3 separate regions of the Sus scrofa genome follow, and regions 1 and 3 are each linked to region 2. Evidence: chromatin contacts called from public Hi-C and promoter capture Hi-C data. All regions are on one chromosome and are shown on one strand. Each heading gives the region's core, a stretch centred on a gene start, on an enhancer-like site or on the middle of the called end of the contact. The rest is flanking DNA. Distances are from core to core; before and after follow the strand shown.

What was found. Promoter capture Hi-C pulls out the DNA fragments that hold promoters and counts their contacts. Hi-C and Micro-C count contacts between places; a contact is called where the count stands out from the background.
Region 1: a Hi-C map of liver shows a contact between it and region 2, with 4 times the contacts expected there. The contact joins the enhancer-like site here to the promoter of LOC110261101 in region 2. A contact is called at or near these places in 5 of 47 Hi-C or Micro-C datasets (embryonic fibroblasts, liver and skeletal muscle) and 1 of 2 datasets of contacts at active chromatin or transcription factors (alveolar macrophages).
Region 3: a contact with region 2 is called in a promoter capture Hi-C map of liver, with 3 times the contacts expected there. The contact joins the promoter of CLCNKA here to the promoter of LOC110261101 in region 2. A contact is called at or near these places in 1 of 5 promoter capture datasets (liver), 3 of 47 Hi-C or Micro-C datasets (embryonic fibroblasts, fibroblasts and heart right ventricle) and 2 of 2 datasets of contacts at active chromatin or transcription factors (alveolar macrophages and skeletal muscle).

The regions. Positions count from the first base shown.
Region 1 is chr6:74,807,439-74,811,763 of Sscrofa11.1, reverse strand. No RefSeq gene overlaps it. Among named protein-coding and RNA genes, the nearest start is that of AGMAT, 25 kb to the right of the region's middle. Within about 2 kb of position 2,438, at least 79 of the 83 cell types and tissues checked have an H3K27ac peak or open chromatin away from gene starts, as enhancers often do. A contact at or near this core is called in alveolar macrophages, embryonic fibroblasts, liver and 1 more, where this site is marked.
Region 2 is chr6:74,999,388-75,004,177 of Sscrofa11.1, reverse strand. It overlaps LOC110261101, which reads left to right and starts at 1,758. Exons shown (of 1, transcript XM_021095392.1): 1 at 1,758-3,965. The coding sequence starts at 2,054. The coding sequence ends at 2,620.
Region 3 is chr6:75,177,431-75,182,437 of Sscrofa11.1, reverse strand. CLCNKA (chloride channel protein ClC-Kb) reads right to left here and starts at 3,524. Exons shown (of 19, transcript XM_021095408.1): 1 at 3,449-3,524; 2 at 2,750-2,856; 3 at 1,932-2,060; 4 at 1,028-1,156; 5 at 282-421. The coding sequence starts at 2,849.

The DNA of each region.
Region 1 (4,325 bases), core at 1,189-3,688, 190 kb after region 2:
AAGAGGTCAAGCAACCAGGAGAACTTTGAGAGGGAGGAAAGGAAGATGAATAATATGGGAGAACCCTGGGAGGTAAAGGTGGGGGGAGGAGGAAGCCCTCAAGTGAAAACGATATATTTGTGCATAAAAACTATAATGATGTTTACTATTATGATTTGGTGAAAGGAAATGACTCAAGTGTCTAGGGTGGATCCTGTTCCTGCCTGATGGGCAAGCAACTGAAAGAAAACCGACCACCAGACATCTTAAAATAGATACTGTGTTAGGTTACAATGGAGCCAACAGAACAAACTTGAAAAACAGGAGCTGTTTACCCTGTAGGTAAAACAGGCTTAACACTAGTTGGAGCAGAGGTTTCCATATGCTAATTTGGCTTGGGAAGGGAGCGAATGCCAAAACCTTGACCTAAAGAGTAAGAAAGAATTTGGAGCTAGCCTAATTGTTCAATCAGAATGGTATCCTTCACCTTCAGAGCAGGCAGGATAGTGCTTGTCTTGACCATACAATTAATCCTCTTTCAATCAGACACCCTCTTTCAATTTTTGGCTACAGCCATCTCAAAAAATGCAAGAATACAGAAATCACAATCTTTAAGTCCAAGTAATAACAAAACCAATTTACACTTTTATTTTTTATTTCCCCTGTCAACTGGTGATTATAATCAGGGCAACAGAACAGCCAGAGGGAAGTGGACAGTTGAAAAAGCCACCATCAAAAATGTGAGTTCATTTTCCCTATTTAAACTGTTCTTTTCCACCTGAGGCACAGAAACTGGTTCCTGAGTTTTTGTGTACTCATTTTTAATATAAGTTGCAAAAAAAAAAAAACCCTTTTACCAATGTCTTTGCACCTTTTGCCAGAAGTATGAGTGACACCTTGTCCCCTGAAATGAACTCTTTGATATTCAGCTTATGCCAAGGTTCTAAAGTTCAAAGTGTAAAGGAATCATACTTATTTCTGAACAAAATATTGACACATTTGTTTACCATAACACAGGGCAGAACAAGCTGTGTAGTTAGGCAAGAGTTTTTGGAACTATTTCATAACTGCAGTAGGAAATCAAGATTTACATTCTGGGGCCTTGGAGGACTTATATAATTTTCTTAATGTTTAGTTTGCATCCTCCAAGGCTCACTTACCAAGTCAGGATTTAGATGTCTTAATGTGAAGGCCACAGAGTTATTGTCACCAATTCTGTTTGGTGGCAGTCACAGAGCATTCTGAGAATAAATTACTTTGCTTATTCAAAACATAAGAACATATGAACTTTTTACAGTAGGGTAAGGGAAATGAAACAACCAAATCACACAAATATCCTCATAAAACACTGAGCTTTGAATTGACTCAAAGTCCGAATTGTGACCTGAAAGAAAGAGGTATTTTTGCCTACTACCAGGAAAGAGATCAGAAAAATAGTTTCAGTTGAACTAATAATTACTAATCACTTGAAAAAAAATTTTTTAACCGGAAACGCACGTGGTAGGGAAATGAGCATTTCTAAACGCTTTAAAACAAGGTGGTGTAAGTCGCAGACTTTCCTCCTTCACTTAAGAGCGCAAATCTCTACATTTAAAGGTAAATTAAGTTTATTTAGACAGGAGCACTCTCCAAAAAAGCAGATGAACATCTACCACGGTGATCCAAACTGGTATTTCTGGTTGGGGAAGCAGGATGTAAGAACTCTTGCAAACCTAGGGCTTCTTCTTAGATCTACGACACCTCGAACTCGGGAAACTAGAGAAGGGGCCAAAGAGCCAGAAGGTGGGGCGGGTCGCCGAACACTCCACGAGCCCCTAAGGCTGCAGTGGGTGCGTCTGCGGTCAGGTTCTCCATTCCCTCCCCCAGCACCCCACCCCACGCTCAGGGTGTGTGGGGGCAGCTACCGATTCCAGCTCCCTCCCGGATGCGGGGGTGGGCTGGGAATGGCCATTCTGCTTCCCTTCCACCTCCCAATTCCTCACCCTTAGCAAAGAGAGGGCGTGAGGCCCCAAAGCGGGAGGGCTAGCTCCGGAGGGAGGCCCCGGTCGCCGCCCGGCGTACCTGACTCTCGGCTGCGGGGATGCCAGACTCGAGCTCACACAGCGCGCGGAAGTTGTGCAGCTCGAAGTCGGCGTCGACCTGGAGGGAAAAGGTCACCTCGGAGAGGTCCCTCCGCACACAGTACACGGTGAGCAGCATGGCCCGGGCCCGACCCAGCTCGGCTCGGCCCGGCCTCGGCGCAGGGCGGCGCGGCGGTGGCGGCAGGGCCTGGCTGCTGCTGCAGGCGGACGGCGCGGGCTGCTCGCTCACCCGCTCGCTCGCTCCTTCCCTCCCTCACACACGCTCAGTGACTCACTCCCTCCCGCCCTCAGCAGCAAGCACGGCCACCACCAGGCGCCTGCGACTCGATCTGCCTGCCTGCCTCCCTGCCGGCCTGCCTCCCACCTCTGCCGCCAAGCGCGCCCGCCGTTCGACGCCCCGCCCCGCCGCAACGCGGATGCCGTAAAGCCTGCCTGACCCGCTCCGCCTTCGCGGCTTCGCGGCGCCCGGGAGGGGCGGGGCTGGAAAGAGGAGGCGGGTAGCGGGGAGATTTGGAGCGGGCGTGGGAGGGGAAGCGGGGCGAGAAAAGGGGAGGGAATGCGGGGCAAGAAAAAAGTATTATTTGCTTGATTTAATACGTGACTTCGGTGGAGGACTCCAAAATCTCCTTTATTCACCCAACTGGCATTTATTGAGCGCCTTTTGGCAAGTGTCCATGTGCGAACAAAAAGGCGTAAAAATACAGGTGTTTGCCCCTTAAGTCAACTCTTAAGCTGGTAACTAGATCTCAAAATTTTCCGAAGTAAAATTGAGGTCTGAGAGATTTAGTCTTATCTTGTCCTGATAATTTAGGGTTTAAACCAAAATCATTACCCTGCCTGGTCTGTAGACGCCTGCTGACGGGCTCCTGCCTTCCTCTTCAGCCCTGCCGCCGGAGCCCCTTCCCTCTCCCCTGCCAGCCACAGTTTGACTTTCAGTTCCTCCTAAGCTGCATTCCCTTGCCTCATAAATAGTTTTCCTTTACTTAGACTATTTCCTAGCCCTGGCCACTAGGCTACCTAGTGTAGTGCTTTTGTTGGACACAGCTTAGAAGCCACTCAATAAAATGTTTGCTACTTTAATGGCCTGTTTAAGGCCACGTAGCTGATGAGAGATAGAAGCCCAAAACATGAGGATGAGTCAGAAAACCAAGACAGAAAGAGGAAGATAAAATGGATGCAAGATTAACATCTCACTATTTACCCCCCAGCTGGCCCTCATCCATGGCATAGGGTGCCCCTCTTTTATTATAAGAGAAAGGAAGGAGGGATCAGGATGGCGGTGGGTGCAGATAAGTGTATGTAGGTCTGGTGGCACAAGAAAGTAATTGAATGATAACTTATCGCTGTAAAAGAGGAGGGAAGGTGGAGGAAGGGGGTGGGGTGGAGGAATGGTGGTTATCAGCCACAGAAAGCCTGACTATTAATGACTTGTGAGGGCTTATTTTTCTTACAGGATAGGAGGCCTGGAGGTAAGCAGCAGCACTGGTTCAGTGACTCATTGATAAAAGGGCCAGTATTTCTGCAAATTTGTTGGCCTTTCCCTGAGGGTCACATCATGAGTGGCTACCTCCACTCCAGGCATCATTGCCTTCGTTAAGGCAAGAGTTTACCCAGCAGTCCCTCAGCACGTTTCGGTTTACATCTGGCAGAAATGTGTCACAGAGATGCAAGAAAAGGCCAGAAAAGTGAGTGCCGAGCTTTCTCGCCTCTTGAAAGTGTATGGATGAGGGGGGGTAAACTGGTTTTAGGGGAGATATACATAGCACCTACTACAGCAGAGAAGGTTTGAAAGAACCATTGTAAGTTGAAGCAGGTTGAGCAGAGAAATGATGTAGAATTGCCAGGTGGTCTCAGGGATTCAGTTGAAGTTGGAATCTGGAACTAATTTTCATGTTACTTTTTTTTTTTTGGACTGGTGCTCAAGTGCCCAGATGTGACAGATTTTATTTTCCGAAGATGGCTATAGCAATATCTTCCATCTTACATGTTCCTCCTACAGTTATGACATTCCTCCCACTAAGAAGTAGGGTATATGTCCCTCCATTTGAAGTGTAGCAGTTAGACTCTGGCGTAAGTATCATTGTGTGACTTCTACACTTTTTTTTTTTTTTTTTTTTTTTTTTTTTTTTTTTTGTTGTTGTTGTTGTTGTTGTTGCTATTTCTTGGCCGCTCCCGGCATATGGAGTTCCAGCTAGGTTGAATCGGAGCTGCAGCCACGCTACGCAGAGCCACAGCAACGGGTCCGAGCCGCGTCTGAGCTACACA
Region 2 (4,790 bases), core at 509-3,008:
CTCAAGCCTAAATCCTTTACTTTAAAAAAAATTTTGCCTGAAAAAGTGGCTTTACACCAGGTTACTTTTGTCCTTCATAGTTTTCAACTTAAATGTATTGTTTCCCTCAACATCAGTTTCCCAAGACTCTAATTATCAGATAGCACATAAGTACTTTGATGCTGGAATTCCCATTATGGCTCAGTGGTAACAAACCCAACTAGTCCAAGAGGACTAGGGTTTGATCCCTGGCCCTGCTCAGTGGGTTAAGGATCAGGTGTTGCTGTGAGCTGCGATGTAGGTTGCACACATGCTCTGATCCGCTGTGGCTGTAGCTGTGGCATAGGCTGTCAGCTGCGGCTCGGATTTGATCCCCTAGCCTGGGAATTTCCATATGCTGTGGTGTGGCCCTTTTAAAAACGTGTTTTTTTGATGTTATGCCTATTTAAATTTGCAAAACGTACATAGTCAAAAATTCTCCACCCCTTACTTTGTAGCGTTATCCTTACTGTAGGAAATTTGTTTTAAAGACTCTCATTAACCATAATTTTTTAAGGCAGAATCTCTGATAGATATTCTGAAAATTCAAGGGACTGCTGATCTGGTCGTTTCCAACCCTCAAATAACAGAACAGCCTTGTTAGCAGAGGTAGAACTCTTGCTATTACTCTAATTGCTTGCTAGTACTTCAACAGCCTCAACATAGCTAAGAGTTCTTAGGAATCTGGCACTAACTCAAAATTCTCACCAGGAAAGAAAGATCTCCCTTCTTTAGGACCCATCGGGTGGCTCCGCCCAGAGCGATGACCTAGACTGACCTCGGACTCGGGCGTGGTCAATGGCTCACTAGCACCTGCGGGGAGTTAGCAGGTGCTGAGACCATAAAATGCCAAATAACAACTGCCACATCAGTCTTTACAGCCCCCAAATTGCCCTCTTTGCGAGCAAGCTCCCTCTTTTAAAACCTTACATCTCTGAGGCTCCGAAGGTACATTATACCGCGGTACCGAATATAGGAAGGCAATTACTCCATCAGGGAAACGAAGTTACTTCAAAAAGAAGAGTGGCAAGGAAAGGAAGACCGGACAAGTAGTAGCAAGCTTCCATGAGCCAGGGGACCTTATTTAACCCGCTGGATTTCAAAACGGGGTTGGATGGAAGTGGATTACATGGTAAGGTAAAGAGCCTGGTTGGGAGGCGGGGATTAGTTTTTTCAAAAGCCCACAACCCTGGCAGTAATTTCCAGGGCAGTCCTAAAGGAAGAGGAAAGGAAAACAAAACAATAGGCACCTTAAGAGTAAAGGCGGTTACTATGGTTACCACGCTCCAAGCTCAATTCTGCAAATGGAGACCGAGCGGTACGCCAAGGCCCTTTGTCTGTATCCACGCACCGACCCAGCTGCCAGCCCCGCCAGCCCGAGCAGAGGCTGGTGTCAGGACCAAGGGCAGCGTTCCAAAAAATGAACACCTTTATTTTGGCTTAGTGAGCAAGAACTGCAGTCTGCTCGGAAGCCAGCTGGGCCATCACGCAGTCCCTCGGCCAAGGATGTTTGGAGAAGGGTCCAAACACACTCCAGTCACCAACTCGAGTGAGGATTCATTCTAAACATGGCGCAGGCAGGGGTGGAAAGGGGCCAAGAGACACAGCTCAGCCTCAGCTCTTAAGAAACAAAGGGAAGGCCACTCTCCAGAAAACCCGCTGGAGGTAATTAATAACCCCTCAAAAGGTTAGTTCCGCAAGTGGGAGCAGAGAATACAGTGAGTAGGGAACAACCGAGGTGTTCAGACTCACTTCACATCAAACATATTACCGCTGGCCACGCGGAAAAAGAGCCCGGCACAGACAAGCCGGTGCACAGGCGCGCGGAGCAGCGACTCCCCAGTCTTCTCCCAAAGGCGGGGGAGTTGACCTAACGCGCTTGCGCAACGATGGAACGTTGGGGGAGGGGAGAAAAACTTTTCCCTTCATTGTGAGAGAACCGCCCCGCCCATCACACGGCGAACGCGCGCGCACACGCACCACTCTCACACTCGCACACGCGCTCGCGCTGAGCTTGCCGCCTAGTGCTCCGCGCATGCGCCGGAAGGGGACCGGTGTCCTACCCTGCGGCATTTTCGCGAGTTTCCCTGAGAAGTTTCTGGAAAGACGGAGCCCAAGGGAACCTGGGGGATGGGGAGCGCAGAAAAGGGAGCGTTTGGGAGAGGAAAATTTAAAAAATCTGAAGTACACCGTCGCTGCCTTGCTTCCATCCATCAAGCCACAACCACAGCAAAGCCCAAGCCCACAAGACCTTCACGCCAGGGTGGAAAAGCATGAGGACTGCAGCAGCTGCTCCTTCCTCTGCCCTGAGCCCGGGCATTGCAGGGGGAGGGCAGGGGAGAAAGGTGAAATGCATAAAAAATGCTCACTGGATGTTTGTGGAGTGGAAGCTGACATCCTTGCTTTGGAGCTGCCCTTGCACTCTTGGGCCACCATGGCTCTTCGCTGCGCTCTCGAGTGTGGGCTCAGCGTGTTGGGATTCGACGTGGCCACCGAAGGACGCGTGGGGCTTTGGCCTCCCTTCCATAATTTACCATTACTTGGGGGCCTCTTTGAGCGCCCCCCCCCCTTGCCTGTATTGACTTCGGCGACCTGGAGCTAGAGCTTTGAGCAGGGGAGACCCTAAGGAACAGGCGCTCCCTGCCTGCGAGGGGCCAAGGGGGCATCGTGGGCGGGCAAGGGTCTCCTGGCAGGGTGTGTGGGGCTCAGTGTTTTGCAGCTTGCAAGCTCTTTGAGAGTCTCCAGCAGAAGGGGCCCTTTGGAAGCGTAGAGCCAGCGCAGGCACAAAGGCGCCCGGCTGTTTGGGCTCTAGGGTTGTCGGGCGGGGCGGCGTGGGAAGGCCAGGGTGTCTCCACGCGGCCACGGAGGCGCCCCAGTGCTCTGGGCTCCCAGGTGTCGTCAGAAGGGAGCTGGGGCTGGTATTGCTGCGCTAGAGGGGAGGGGCCTGCGGCGGGCGCCTTTTATTTCTCCTCCAGCTCTAACTGGGGGGGATCAGCTCGGCTGCCATTTTGTGGCGCGGCCGCCATTTCGTGTGGCCGCGGGGGGCAGGGTGATGGGGGAGGGGCGCGCTGCCGGCGGGGAGGGGCGGGGCCGGGCCGACGCGCAGGCTGCCCAAGGAGCGAAGGCGGGCGCGTCCCCTTTGTTCTTTGCCTTTGGGCTTGGGCTCTGCCGCGACCCGCCCCGGACACGCGCTGGGTGCACGCGGCGTGTGAACCTCGGAAAAGCACCGAGAGGCGTGCACGGAGTCTCAAATCCTTTCTGCCTTCTAAGCCCTTCAAAAGTGGGACTTTTCGGGGAGATTCCCCGGTGTGGTGCGTGGTGGCTTAAGGATCCAGGGTTGCCGCTGGCTTGGGGGGCTGATGTGGTGTAGGTTGCAGGGGAAGTTCCACAATGCCACGGGGGCGCAGCCAAGAAAATTTTAAAAATGGGACTTCTCCCCGCCCCCCCTTGCAGTGTGAAAGGGATTGAATTTACGAGGCAGTGCTCAGACCTCAGGAGAGGGAAGCTATAATTTCACCCTGAGAGTGAAGGCGCTTTCTGCAGTAGTAAAGCCGGTGGCATGCTATGCCTTGAGCCACAGTGGCGTTCTGCAAATAGAAGTTAAAATGCAGAGCTGGGAGACCCAACAATGGTGCTCAACGCCAGTGTGTGACCGAGAGGTCGGTCGCTTTAAAAAAAAAAAAAAGACTTTGAAGTGCTGTCAGCCCGTAGGAGAAGCCAGACATTGCGTTTCATTGGCTGGCTGTGAAGCACGCACTGCGCAACTATTTTCAGATCAGGTTTTATAGCCCATTATTTATATCTGAGCTATAAACTGGAACAATAGATTGGAATATGTTATTTCTGCCTATTGAGAACGTCTTCCATTTGACTTCTTTTTAAAAATCCCTTATGAGGATGTAAATAATGAATTGACTCAATAAAATATTATGTGTCTTCCAGTGTCATTTCAAATCCTGAAAGAGCTATTGTTTTCCTGATTTCAACAAATATTTAAATGTGAATCTTGGCATTTTAATCTAAACTTGGCGACTCGAATCAACAAAGCCAGGAAATTCAAGAGTGATGTTAAGTTTGCCTCCTAGGCTTGCTTTTTTTTGCAAGGTATTTTTGTTTAATTTTTTTTACGTTTGTTATTTTTTTCACAGTAGCATGAGTTCATAACCTAGCCAGACTTTTCTGGCTCAAGACTATGGTACCACAGCTATAGTAGGTTTTGTTTGTTTGTTTTAATTTACTACATATAATTATAGGTGGTTGGCTATCTGTTTCAGTAATGGGGTTAAGCTGTAATGATAGGATGGAAGTGCAAAAAATATCTTTGTTGTTGAGGGAACAGATCAGGATTTGATGGCTTCCTGATGAAAAAACAGCTGAGCAGCTGCTGTTAGATTCCAAATTTTGTTTCAGTTGCATTATGGCTAAAAGCACTGCTTGGAGTTTTGATTTTTTTATACCCAAGATTCTTTTTTTTTTTTTTTTTTTTTTTTTTTGTCGTTTTTAGGGCCACACCCAAGACATATGGAGGTTCCCAGGCTAGGGGTCGAGTCTGAGCTGTAGCTGCTGGCCTATGCCACAGCCACAGCGACTCCAAGCCACGTCTGCAACCTTCACCACCATCTCACGGCAATGTCAGATCCCTAACCCACTGAGCTAGGCCAGGGATCTAACCTGCATCCTCATGGGTACTAGTCAGATTCGTTTCCACTGAGCCACGATGGGAACTTCAATATACCCAAGATTCTTTTTTTTTTTTTTTTTTTGTCTTTTTG
Region 3 (5,007 bases), core at 2,275-4,774, 180 kb before region 2:
TCCCTCTCCTCCCCCTCCTTCTCCTCCTCTCCCCTTCCCCCTGGGGCCCAGGGTTGGGAGGCAGAGGAAACCTCATTCAGAGACAGTGTGGCTGCCCACCCCTCACCCCATCTCCCCAGCTCACTTGTCTCACTGCTGGGGAGGTATCTTGCCTCCTCCCCATGACTGAGCCCCCCACAAAGGCAGGCATGGCCCGAGTCCCACTAACCCTGCTTTGGAGGGGTGATGGGGAAACAGCAGGCAGGGTGGGGTGGGATAGGGAGCTCTCACACTGCCCATACCACTTTGCCCAGGAAGATGGTGCTGCCTGCGGCCAGGGTGCAGGTGAGGCCCACCACCTTGGCCCCGAAGTTCTTGATATCCAGGTAGTCCTCCAAGACCACGCCCGACAGGATGGTCTTCAGCTCTGGAATTCCAGAACCTTGGCAGGGAAAGATGGTCAGGGGACAAGGGGAAGGACAAGTTCTAGATCAACCCTTCGAGCATTCCCTGAACAGGGTTTTGCAGCATGATCTTGTCAGGACCCCTAAACCCTCTGAGGTAGGATTTGTGAACCCATTTTACAGATGAGGAAGCTGAGGTTCAGAGAGGGAATGGGAATTGCCCACCTTCTTCCAGCTGGGCCTGGCAGACAGCTGTGGTGGGATGGGGGGACCTAGGAGAGAATCTCAGGCCACCTGGACACCCCTGCACCTCCCCTCTGCTAGCCTGGAGCTGAAGGCAGAGTTGGGCCCTGGGAGACACGTGCCCCTCTGTGTGCCCCTCCCTGGGGAGCCCTGGCACTGGCCCAGAGGAGCCCTCAGAAAAGGAGCAGAGCCAGCAGTGACCCAAGAGGCAAGACCTGGCCTTCTCACCGTGTGGCTTTGGGCAGATGACATGGCTCCTCTGAGCCTGGCTTCTCTGGCTGTGAAGCAGGGTCACTGCTGCCTGCGTCCCCCCTCAGGAGCCCCGGGGCATACGAAAAGGCTTTGACCCAGGGGCATACGGGGCAAGTCACACAGGCAGACGGCGTGGTGAGTGGGCTCACCTCCAGAGAAAGGCGTGATGCTCTGGGAAAAGCCCGAGGAGAAGGAGACCAGAGCCACGGGGTACACGGTCCAGGAGAGATACCGGAGTAGGTGGCTGTCCCCAATCTCCCGGTACAGCCACATGTGTGCTGGGAACAGCCTGGAGTCAGGAAGTCATCCACAGGCCCTGCAGCCCTCAAGCGCCCACTTACTGCCCAGGAGAGAGAGGCTTGGAGAGGCCCAGGGCCACCCTGTGAGTGGCAGGTTTCCAGGAGGAGGCAAGAATAGATGCTTGGATCCACCCATATCCCAGCTGTGTGACCTATTGGCGAGTGACTCAATATCTCTGTGTCTGTCAAATGGGCCAGTGATGGTACCTCCCTCCCAGAGTCATTGTGAGAAAGTGCCTCCTCAGGTGATGCCTGGTACCTAAGCAGGTCCTTGTGATGAGACCTGAGGGAGCTTCCCAGAGAAGGGCTCTTAGACCCATCCTGCCCCATGCCCCCTCTTCCAGGGAGACCTCAGGGTGGAAGGAGCCGGCTGAAGCATGGAGAAAGTTCTAGACCAGTGCCCTCCCCCAAAGATACTGAGCTGAGAGAAGGGAGGGAGGAGGAGCAGGGATGGCAGGAAGAGGTGGGCTTGGGGCTCAGAGGAACAAGGGCTCTTGGGACCCTTTGAGCTCCCACTCACTGTGCAGATGAGGAGACTGGAGCCCAGAGAGGGGCAGGAGCCTGCCCAGAGTCACACAGCCAGTCAAGAGCAAAGCCAGGACCAGACCCAGTCCTCCTCCCCACAGAGAGCCATCTCTCTCCCCACCACAATCCCGCTGCACCTGGCAGCCCACCTGGCAGCCCACCCGGCATCCCCAGAGCGTGCTCAGAAGCCCTGAGTCCAGGGCAGGCATGCATGGCAGGGAGGGGTTACCTTGGACCACACGCCCGACGGCAAAGTCCATGGTGTAGCTGATCAGGGCCATGAGCACCCCGAGGATCATCAGGAAGTACCAGTCCTCACCCACGCGGAACAGCTTCAGCTTCAGCCACTCCAGGCCAACTGGGGCAGGGGCACTGAGTCTCACCCCCGGGCCTGGTGGGGGCCTAAGCAGCACCTGTCCTGGGGGCCTGCTCAGGCTCTGGCAGGGAGACAGGGGCTGTGTGGGGCTGGGGACAGGTGCCTGAATCCAAGGAAGCAGGGATGGGGCTCTGCCTCGGGTGACCGACAGTAGGATTTGTGGCAAGTGAGCGTGGTGGCACAGCGGGTGCCAGGCCTGTTGGCCCCACCTGGAGGGGACTTTGACCTTTCTGCCCTCCCCACCCTGCCCCTTGCTGAGGTTCATAAGGAAGAATGGAGACAGTGCTTTAGAAGCTGCACTTCTTTCAGTGTCTCTGCAGGGTCCACGGCTTAGAGGACATGAGTCTAGAGACTATTGTCCCAGGACGTACGGGGCTGTCTCGGTGTCAGACCAGAAAACACCCCCAGCCTAACCCTAGCAATGCCCCAGGCACAGTGATCAGATCCGGGGGCTGCATTCCCAGAGGCAGAAGGCAGACCTGCAGCACGTCTGACCCACAGACAGGCAGATGGATCCTCTCCCTCCCTGCGGCCCAGGAGACTCTGGGCAAGTGAAGGCGGGGTAGTGGGGGAGCTCTCAGGCCCCAGGGTGGGTGGGGAGGAGGGGGGCCAGGGGAGGATGAGGTCCCAAGGGGCCTTTGACAGGGAGAGGAAGGGAACCAAGCTCTCACCTCGGATGCCTCGGCGGATGCGGGGACAAGGGCCCCAGAGCTCCTGAAGAGTCACGGGGCTCCCCGAGGAGCCCTCACGAAGCCCTACCAGCTCCTCCATCAGGTCCCTGAGGGAGCGGACAGACAGATGGACCCTTGGTGCGCTGCTCCAGGGCCCTTACTCTGCCACTGGGCCCTTCCAATAGCCACTCCCCAGAGAAGAAGGAGAGGTGGCATTTTCAAAGGGGATGTGAGTCTGGTGTGCCCTCTTTCCTGAGGGAGTGTTCCCCAGGGCATGCATGTGTGAGTTAATATTCAGGACAGTTCCTAGCTGTGCCCTCCTTGTCCCGGAGCAGATTTAATCAAGACAGGACCCCAGGCTCAGAACCCCCTTCTCCCTCCCGTGGCCACCACTCCTACCCTGCCCTGAAAGCTTGGCTGCTTCCCCTGCTCAGAACAGTCTCCTTGCCCAGGAGCATCCATGTCTCACTGGGGTCCCCATGGACCACTCTGACTCCCCCTACCCATCCTTGAGCCTCTGCCCCCTCAGCTCAAGCTACAGAGTCAGGACAACCCCAGGCCCAAGAGAGCCTATGAGGGTCAAAAGGAGGTGCTGGCTCCCTGCCCCCCAGCCTCCTGCTCCTGCCTGCCCTGGTCTGGCCTGGCCCTGGCAGGTTTCATCAAGTCCCTGGCCCAGCTCTGCACCTGGCGGCCCCTCACCTCGGTCAGTCTGCTCTGCTGTGGCCCCAACCAGCCTTCCCCGACAGAGACTCCTTTGCTGGCAGCTCAGGTGCACCTGGACAGGTGTGTGTTCCACCAATCAACATCCCGCCCCCCTCCCTCCTCCCGCCCCCCCACCCCGGGTTTACCCTGGCCATTAGGAATGTCCTTGACAAACCAACTGGAACTGCCCTGGCCAGCTGAGTGCTGCAGACCAGAGCAGCCAGGAGGGACCCGGAGCAGGGGCTCCCCCGACCCGCCACGCAGAGGGGTGTGGCACCCGGCCGAGCTGCAGGAGCGGGTACACAGGGCCTAGGAGGAGAAAGCTCAGGACCCAGCAGGATGGTGATGGGTCATGTGCAGGGGTTGAAGGTCAGGGTCCTGGCTTCTCAGAGCTGGGCATGGGAGGGGTTTGAAAAAGCAGACAAGGGAGAGGGGAGAAAGCAACAGAGCGGGAGGAAAGACTCAGAAGCGAGGGGTCTGATGTCATTAGCACACCCTTGCTCTGTGACCAGCTCTGTGATCAACGCTCTCAAATCAATGAGTGTTCATGGGAACCCGTGGGTGGTATTAGCCCATTTTAAAGAAACAGGGTCTCAGAGAGGTGTCCAGGGTCAGAGCCTAAGGGATAAAACTGAAATTACCACCCAGGTTTTTGATTCCAAAGCCCTCACACCACTCCAAAGTCCTGCCTTGATGACCCTTGGTGACCCTGCCTTGCTCTGAGGTAGGGAGGGGGTAACAAGCTGGAGCAGGGCAGGAAACTTGAGGGGATGGCTGGGAACTTAGACCAGATCCTCATGTCCAGACCCTCCAGTCTCAGAAAACTGCTTCTTAAACCCCAGCACCCAAGGGGCAGCGGCTCTGCTTGGGGCTGCCGGGTAAATGCCACAAACTGTCCCACCCCTACAGAGTGTGGGGACATGCACATTACATCTGAGACCCAGTTCATCCTCTCAGCACCCTTGTGGGTCAAGGATAGCACCACCATTTTGCAGATAATAAGTGGAGGATCAGAGAGGTACAGCCACTCATCTAAGGTCACACAGGAGAGGCCGTACCCAGACTTAGACTCTGTGGCTCTTCCTCTGCCCAGAACTCCTCCAGCTCCTGTGGCTTAATCATTCAGGGCAAGGGTTTGGGCACAAAGCAAAGGATTTGTGTCTCATGTCACTTTTAGTAGATTTGGGCAAGGGATGTGGGACAACTCCTGCCCCCCCACCTCCCCCAGCAAAGCCACCCTCCTGAAAATCATGATGGCTCTTCAATGACTTGCTAAAATACTGAGACCCTGAGCCATTCTCTGCTCCTGGAGATCAGGCTAACTCAGTTGAAAATAGTGAGAGTTGGGGTGGGGGGCTTGCTGCTCTGCCTGGATCTGGGCCCATTGTCACCACCATTACCCCAACCTTGTACAGTAGCAGGATAACTGGCCACCCTGTCGATATCCCAAACCCCAGTCTCTGGTCTGGCTCCAACTCACAGCTGGCATCAGCCAGCAGCCAGCACCGCAGGTCCACACCCTCATCTCCCAGCCCCATGAGCATCAGGAAACTGGG